2 separate regions of the Dromaius novaehollandiae genome follow, and region 1 is linked to region 2. Evidence: chromatin contacts called from public Hi-C data. All regions are on one chromosome and are shown on one strand. Each heading gives the region's core, a stretch centred on a gene start, on an enhancer-like site or on the middle of the called end of the contact. The rest is flanking DNA. Distances are from core to core; before and after follow the strand shown.

What was found. Hi-C and Micro-C count contacts between places; a contact is called where the count stands out from the background.
Region 1: a contact with region 2 is called in a Hi-C map of ovary, with 2.5 times the contacts expected there. The contact joins two enhancer-like sites.

What each region holds. Positions count from the first base shown.
Region 1 is chr1:103,340,688-103,344,822 of bDroNov1.hap1, reverse strand. The region is part of intron 2 of IGSF3 (immunoglobulin superfamily member 3); the gene reads right to left. Among named protein-coding and RNA genes, the nearest start is that of IGSF3, 52 kb to the right of the region's middle. Within about 2 kb of position 2,607, at least 1 of the 2 cell types and tissues checked has open chromatin away from gene starts, as enhancers often do.
Region 2 is chr1:103,269,283-103,273,003 of bDroNov1.hap1, reverse strand. No RefSeq gene overlaps it. Among named protein-coding and RNA genes, the nearest start is that of IGSF3, 19 kb to the left of the region's middle. Within about 2 kb of position 1,908, at least 2 of the 2 cell types and tissues checked have open chromatin away from gene starts, as enhancers often do.

The sequences.
Region 1 (4,135 bases), core at 1,358-3,857, 71 kb before region 2:
GAGCCTTTGTTTCGCAGCAGGAAGAATGGGAGGTGCAGGGCTGGGGGCGGACAACTTCATCGTCTCAGTCTCTTTCATTAACTGAGCTCTTAAAGCGGGCTTGGAGACCAGAAATACATTCACAACCACGTGGTACAAGCATCCGCTCATTTTTAGCTTCCTCCCGGTTCATGTCCATACAAGCAATACATTGCACATCAGGAAACAGAGGAAGGCCTTCCATCAGCTGCAGTTAAATCGGGCACAGAAGTGCCTTCCCAAGGCGTGTGGAATACATGCACCCTGGAAACACAGGCTGAGAGCAGGGAAGAGGCAACAGCATTCCCTGCCAACATACCACATTCACCCTGGGTGCAATTCCTCCAGCAGCGGTGAAGCTGTGGGGCAGTGGGTGTGCACCCGAAGCCTAATGGGGCTAACTGTAATGACTGGCTTGCTGATTTTCACCTCCATTAATCTTCTGCTTCTTTTTTTTCTTTTAAGCTATGGTCAATAAAATCCTTGTGACCTTGTGCTGCAGATCTGCTTTCCACCTCCAGAATTCAGGACACCTGCTGCTCTCTTACCCTAGACTGATTAATGCAATATTCGCACAGATTTTAAGACAGGAATTTCCAACAAACCATGCAGCACCAGGTCCCTTCTGAAAAGCTCAATGCTTTCACCATGGCGGGACTGGTGCACACACTTCCTACCACCACCCTTTCTGGAACTGCAGGTTTTCCACAGTGCTGGAGAGAAAACCATGCCCAACAGCTTTAATCTCCTCAGCAAAACAAGATTCTCAGTACTGGGGAGAAAGGGAATTGCCCAGAGACCCCCATCAGACGCACACCTCCAAAAGGGCACAGGCCACTGATAAGCAGTGCCAGAGCAACAGCCCCAGGAAGCCCCATCCAGATGTGCACAACATGGACCGTTTCCAGTGGGAGTCAAACACACCATAAAGAAACTCCACCAGAAGAGGAGAAAAGTCAACATCAGCAACACTCAGTCTTTCCCCCCGCCTTGGCTGTGCACAGCTACTCACGAACTCAGTTGGTGCTGAAGATGCCAGGCAGTCACTGAGCAACTGTATGCTTTTACTTGCCTGCTTACAGGCTAGAGCTGACTACCTACAGGTAGTAGTAGTATTGTGCTTCCCAAGTGCAGTCTGCCCTGTTCACATACCACAGCTATGTCCTACCAAGGCAACAAACTTCCCCACAATATTAGGTACCTAGTTAGTGACAAAAGTAGTGACCATCTTGCAAATCCTCCCAGTAGCATTGCAGTCATTCACCTCCTTCCTGAAGAGGGTACCACATCCCCCTCTTTCCCAAACCCCCCAACCACCCCTGCTGGGACAGTGAGCACAGCAAAACAGACCAAAGCACAACAAACAGCCCTCCAGAGTCCAACACTTCTGCGTGGAGAACAGTGGCATTTTCCCAATGAAAGATCAAAGTCCATCTCCTTTGGTGCCTGGCATGCATCGTGGAGCGGGAACGCCTTACCTCACCCTTTGCACTTCACATACCCAGCGCAGAGACCAGCATGCCAATACAAGCAGGACCAGACAGCTAAGCGCATCCACGGGCAAAAAGCAGAGCCCAAGCAGGGATTACCATTCATGTGCTGTGAAGGCTCAGGTGACTCACCTAACTTCGGCCTCTCCCAACTCCCTAGATCTCAAGCAAAACCCACCTGTGTCCCTGGAGAAGCTATACTTGCTTTCAGTAGTAGCAGCTCTTGGCATGTAGTCCACTAAGAAGAAAAGGCTGGATTGTAACTCACAGCTGGGGAGACCAGCAAAAGGAGGCCACTGTCAGCTTTACAGGCAAGAATACTCCGGAATACTTTTTTACAAAGCCCCCAGTTCCTGTCATGTATTAGATGTGATTAGGAAGCTCCTCTGCTGGCATGCCCAACAGCATACACCTGTGAAAACCTCTGATTTCCCTTTTAAATATTTTCCTCCTTCCTGCCTTCCACAATTTTTTGTTGTTTCTTTGCAGGCTCCTCATTTATCTTCAGACTCAGCCATTTAATTTTTAATAAGAGGCTTCACTGTCTCTCCCCTTCTTCTTCAAAGGCCCTGCTTTATTTTTCTGTCTCTTCTTGGCCCCCCTAGCCTAATTGTTACTATTATTTTTAACCTTCAGTAGTTTCCTTTGCTTTCTCTCTGTTCTAATCTCTCCCTGCTCCTGTTTTTCCCTTCTGCACTAAGTCCCTTTCATCCCTCACCTCCCTCTCGCCCCTGGCCAGCCACCCAAATACACGTGGGGCAAGCGTAACCAAGCATAAATGTGAAAGGGATCATCAAATTCCACCAAAATGCTTGCCTCTACCTATTCAAATATTTGACTTGTAATGCTTAAGTCCAAGAAGATCATAAATATTTTTTATAGAGCTCTGCAGGTCTTTAACAAACCTTAGCCTCTACCTCAATGGCAGCCAGGACTGCAGTTGCTGAGCTGTTTCCTATGCATTACAGGAGATTTGCTTGAGGTAAAAAAAGAGGAACGCCTGAGCCAGGAGCTTGAATTATAAGTAAGGAGATATCATTCCCCAGTTGCTGGTTTATTGAAATTCAATGCCTCCCTTTCACCTGCAGCTTTGTTATGCTAACCTCTTCCAGCTGGCCTAAAATTTCCAATGCACACAGCGCAGGCAAAAGCCGCCCTCTCACCAAGCCTAGGGAATTCCACCTTGCAGCTAGACTTGCTGGGGGTGCTGGCACAGCTGCTTTTGGAGCACAGGGCTCAAGCAGGGAGGTGTCACCAAACCCCAGCCTCAGGCTCTGGGGACACCACGGACGGTTGCACGTGCATAGCAGTGGCAGACAATGTCTGGGATAGTAGCAGCGGGGTGCAAACAAGGGAACAACACAACCACTGGTGACCTCGCTGTCTGCTCCAAATGAAGACAGTCTGGGGGAGCCACGCTGACAGGCATTGCTCACTACTTGGAGGGAATTTTCTCCTCCTGCTGTCAAGGCACCCTCAGGAATACGCTCTGCCTGCTAAAGCATGGGCAGCCGTGAGACAAGGCTAAGCAGGTCAGCTCTCTCCTTAGGGAGACCCGCCAGGTTTTTGACTCCTTTGCACAAAGCACCCTCAGGGTCTTGAACTGTTCTTGAAAGCAACCTCACTTCCCTCCAAATGCTATTGCATTTTTGAAGGGCCTTTTTTTTTTTCTTCCTTCTCTCCCCTCTCAAGGAAAGGGAAGTGGAAAAGAAGCGATCTCCTGCTGGCAATACACAGATTTCATTAGACTTTCGCCTTCCAAAAAGCAAACAGGCTTGTGAGCCGCACCTAACACTCCATGACAACATTGCAAAGCAGCTGAGCTGCAGGAGTTTGCTGCAAAGCACAGCACCAGCTGGCACCAAGGATACCTGCTCCCCCACATCCCAACTCCCCAGAGCCTTGTGTCACACACTGACGTCTGAACAGAAAGATTAAACTTGCATGCAGCCAACAGTGCCCCAGGATAAGCACTTGGGGGAAAGCTATTCATTGGAGGGCCACCATTGCTTTTGCTGTTCCTCCAGGCCAAAAAAACAGAAGCAGGAGAAAGGCAAAGCTTGGTCCACGCTGGCCTGGCAGAACACGCAGGGAGGGCACGGCGAGAGTGCTCAGAAGGAAACTGCACTTTGCATGTAACAGAGCCCTTACTGGAGCAGCGCTTTGCAAACATTTCATTAAAAGTAAGCCCTTCTGAAGGGAAGCAAACCCTGATGCAAAGACAGAATACTGTACAGTCCCACCTCAGGCAACAAGACAGAGTCCATCCTATGAATGTCCATCAGTGAACGCGACAGTTTTTACACAGAACTGCCATGGCATTGGGCAAAAAGACTATGTTTGCAAAAGATGGAATAGGACTGGAATAAGAAGTTCTCAATTAATTTTCTGTGCAATCTCCCCTTCTAGAGGAGACAGAACACTACTGCAAATGGTGGTGAAGACTTCACTTCTTGCCAACCAGAGTGCACAGGCCCAGCTGAAAAAGGAAAAGAAGAATTTCTGTGTTTTCAATATTTTGATTTAATTTCTGATATGGTCACCTAGGTTTTAAATTAGCTGCTTATGTCTACCCTTAGCCATGGAGACTCTATTGGTAATCCGGAAAGCCCTCGGCAAAAGATTTG
Region 2 (3,721 bases), core at 659-3,158:
CTGCGGCAGGCAGAAACTCTTGCTTCCTCCCAAGCAGGCGCTTTGCCCATGCCAGTCTGATGCTGCTGGCGTTCCCTGGTGTGTCAGGTTTGCCTCCGGCACTGGGTCGCTGCTGGCTGTGCAGATCGGCCTTTCCCCTTAGGCTTGTAGGGCTCTCGCAGGCGAAGGACTGCAGACTGCGGAGGGAATGGTGCGGGCAGACGTGCTGCAGACATAGGCCCCTCTGCTTCCCCCTCTCTCGGGACTAATTACTCTCCATCCCTCGCGCTGCACGCTCAGCTGCTAGGCTGTACCCGTTTCTTTGCAAACTGCCTGAAACCCAGGACTGCCTGCTCCTGGCTGCAGGGGCACTCCACCCCCCTGGCCTCCCCTGGGGATTTTCCCCTGCTGCAGTTCCCCCTCTATCTTACATCACTCCTTTGCACAGCCCAGCTTTGCTCTCATGGCTGCCCCTGCCCCTCTCCTGGGACACCTCCTTGGCGTGCGCTGACCCAGCGCTGCCGGACGGCGTGTACCCTGGTCCTGTTGCCGCCTGCCCTGCTGAAGGGAGAGCGTGGTGGCGCGAGCAGCGGGTCCCAGCACCACTGGGAGCATTTACACAGGGAGAGGATATCAACCCCTTCCGGAGCTGATTTCATTGTCTAGCACCTCGATCGAGGTGGAAGTTTAACCATGGCAGAGCAACTCTGTGTGCCTGCGTGTGTGTGTAAAGGAGAGAATGAATAAATGGGAAGAAAGAGGTAAAACAGGGTTTGAAGGGCAAGCTCACACAGGTGTAGCTGCAAAAAAATCCCCAAATACTCTGTGCAAGCAAGTAAATGGTCAGAAAAGGGAAGAACCCTAAAAATAAGCCTTTTGCTTCAGTGGCTGCTATTCTGGCTTGGAAAGCCAGAGTTATCCCAGGAGGCCTCCTGAGAAGATGTGCTGCACCCAGGAGTTTTGCTTCTGAGCAAAACTGATGGCCTTTCCCCTGAGCTCAGGTCGCCTGAGAGCCACCCCAGGGCCAGCTTCAGTAATTCGGCCAAAAATTCACCTGCCAGAAGCGCAGGCTGTGCCAGGCACAGCTTGGATTTTAGAGCGTTTGTGCCAGCACATGGCTTTGCGCTGCCTGAGAGCTCTGCAGAGCTGTTTGAAGGGCCCTTCTTTCTGGGAATGAGGACGTGCTTCCTCCGGTGGCAAAGCTCACAGGCCCCACTTCCCTCCTGCTCAACAGAAAACAGCTGTCTCTACCCGCCTCTCCGCCTGGCTCACGGGTGTGGGTGCTCCCGCTCATCTACCACTTCTGCCAAGACCTCCTGCAGGCAGCCAGGTGGGACCCCCACCTGGGGCACCCATGTCCCCTGCCGTGTCCCCTCCTTGAGGGGGATGGTGCGGGCGCCAAGGGGCTGTGAGGAGTGGGGAGCCCATCCAGCCAGAGGGAGCGGAGGCATGGGGTGCCCAGCCTCAGGTGCATCGGTGGAGCAAGGGCAGGGATGGGGGCTCCCAACTATTTGGGGGCCGGGGAACCCACCCAGCCAGCCACAGCACGCCCACTGCCGCAGAAGGGCTGGCGCCAGGGGCAAGCTACTTGGCGCTCTCCTGGAGCAGAGCAAGGCTCTCCAGCCACAGCTGCAAACCTACTGGCTGTTTGAGCCCTCCAGCCAGCTGGGACAAAGCAGTGGCTGCAGAAACACATTTGAGCTTTCTGATTTATTCATTTGGTAAGCAGTCGTTAGCAACACTAGTCCTGGTGAACAACAAAACACTCTCTGCACCCTCTCTTCCAGCCCCCCCTCACTGCACGGTTTCGAGTGCTACTGTCTGAGTTTAGGCAGGGTTGGTTAGAAAAAGTGGAGCTGTGCAGCTATTTCCCTCTCCCCCTGCCTATGCCTCTAACAGGTACTCAGCTAAGTGGGTCCTGCTGTGTTTAATGGCCTCCCCCCACCCCCACATAACCTACTTACATATTTTCCATGAGCCCGCTGGCCTGGTGATACTCCCATTCTGTGATATCTGACAGCTGCTCCAGGAAGGATCACGTGGCTCCTGTAATTAAAACAGGGTGAAAAGGGAATTCCTCTGTTTACCAGGAAGAAAAAAAAATAGAAAAGGGACAAGGGGAAGGAGACCCTTAGCTGCTAGCATGAGGGATAAGAAACAAGGCTGGAAGGTCTATGAATTTGTTTGTTATCATGAAGTCGCACATGAGGCTCTTTGCTATCAACAGATAACTATAGTAACATTAATGTTTGTGCTAACATAAGGAAAGAGTATGGTCATATCTGATTTCTCCTGGCTTTCTTCCCTCTCCCCCACCTCCTTGAAATAGGTCATGGAGACCTAGTACACCAAGCAGAGATTTCTACTTCAGTTATATCCCTTGCTGGCACCCCCTAGTTCTGCGAGCAATGCAGCACTCCCTAGAAACACCACTGAACACAAATCCCCTTGAGACTGTGCTGCCATTTCATTACCTGGGATCTTTATATGGCACTGTATACGGCTGCAACCATTTCCTGTATTTCTCCTCCTGTACATCTGTCTGATCTTGGTGTATTTCAGGTTGACGCTTCTTGAGGCAGAGATTTGATCTTCTCGGGCAGTGCACGCACACTGTGGCCTTGCCCTGGAGGAATCAGGATGCAATTTGCCAATTGTGCAGGTGTTCATTTGGTTAAAGATCCAGATCGGTGTTGCGCCAGCATTGTCTCCTTCCTCTGGATCAACAGACATTGGTCTGTAATTGAAGCTGAATATTTCATGGTCCTCTTTGACATAGCAGTGGCACAGCACGTCAGTAAGACACACTTTTGTATGTGACTGAACTGCAGGACGCTGAGCAGCGGTGTTGGTAATGCACATCGCAGAAAAGGCAAACAATCCTGCCAATGGTCTTGAATGGGGGTGACTTAACTGAGCACTGGGATGCTGTGCTGGAGAGGACTTGGGGCATGGCTGGGAGTTGTGAAAAGGCTGGGAGAAAGACAGGACCTGAGGGGAGAGGAAAGGTGGGACAACGCTGTAGAGAGCTTCCGTGAAAGAGAGGCAGCCACAGAAGGGGCAACTGTGAGTTTTGACCTTCCTCCAGGCAGATGCGGAAGACTGGTCCATGGATGCAATGGGAGGGAAACCTCTGTTCCTCGTAACCTGACAATAGGGGAAGAGGGTACTATGCCAGGGGCCAAGTCAGCCAGAGGTGTATTAATACATCCAGTGCAGTCTTTATGGCAACTCCATGGGATAATTCGAGTTGTAGGGGTCAGAAATGGTGAATTATGGACTTTTTGTAATAGGAAATAAATAAAGTGGGTTTTTTGGGGTTTTTTTGTTTTTGTTTTTTTTTGCAAATCATTATGAAATCACATAATAGATCATCCTGCAAGCCATTCTGTTGAGGAACAGAGGATCCAAAAGACAAACTGCTGTATGATGCTTAAAGAACTCATATACGGAGTAATTTGGAAAATGGTGCAATGGAAGTTTATGAGTACCATTCAGCTGACTTACTTTGAAAAGAAATGGAAGCTGAGGTTGAAGAATCAGCACTTCATAGTCCCTCTACTCATCAGAGCTATCTATTTTCCCATAAGCTTAAAAGTATTCCATTAGTAGTCTCACAAATGCCGCATGGCTGAAAGCAGTGCCCCTGTATACACAGAGCTCCTAAATTAGCAAAAAATAAGGGGATTCTTGAGACCTGCACTGAAGCATCATGAGTACCTGTAAAGTCCCCAGGGATACC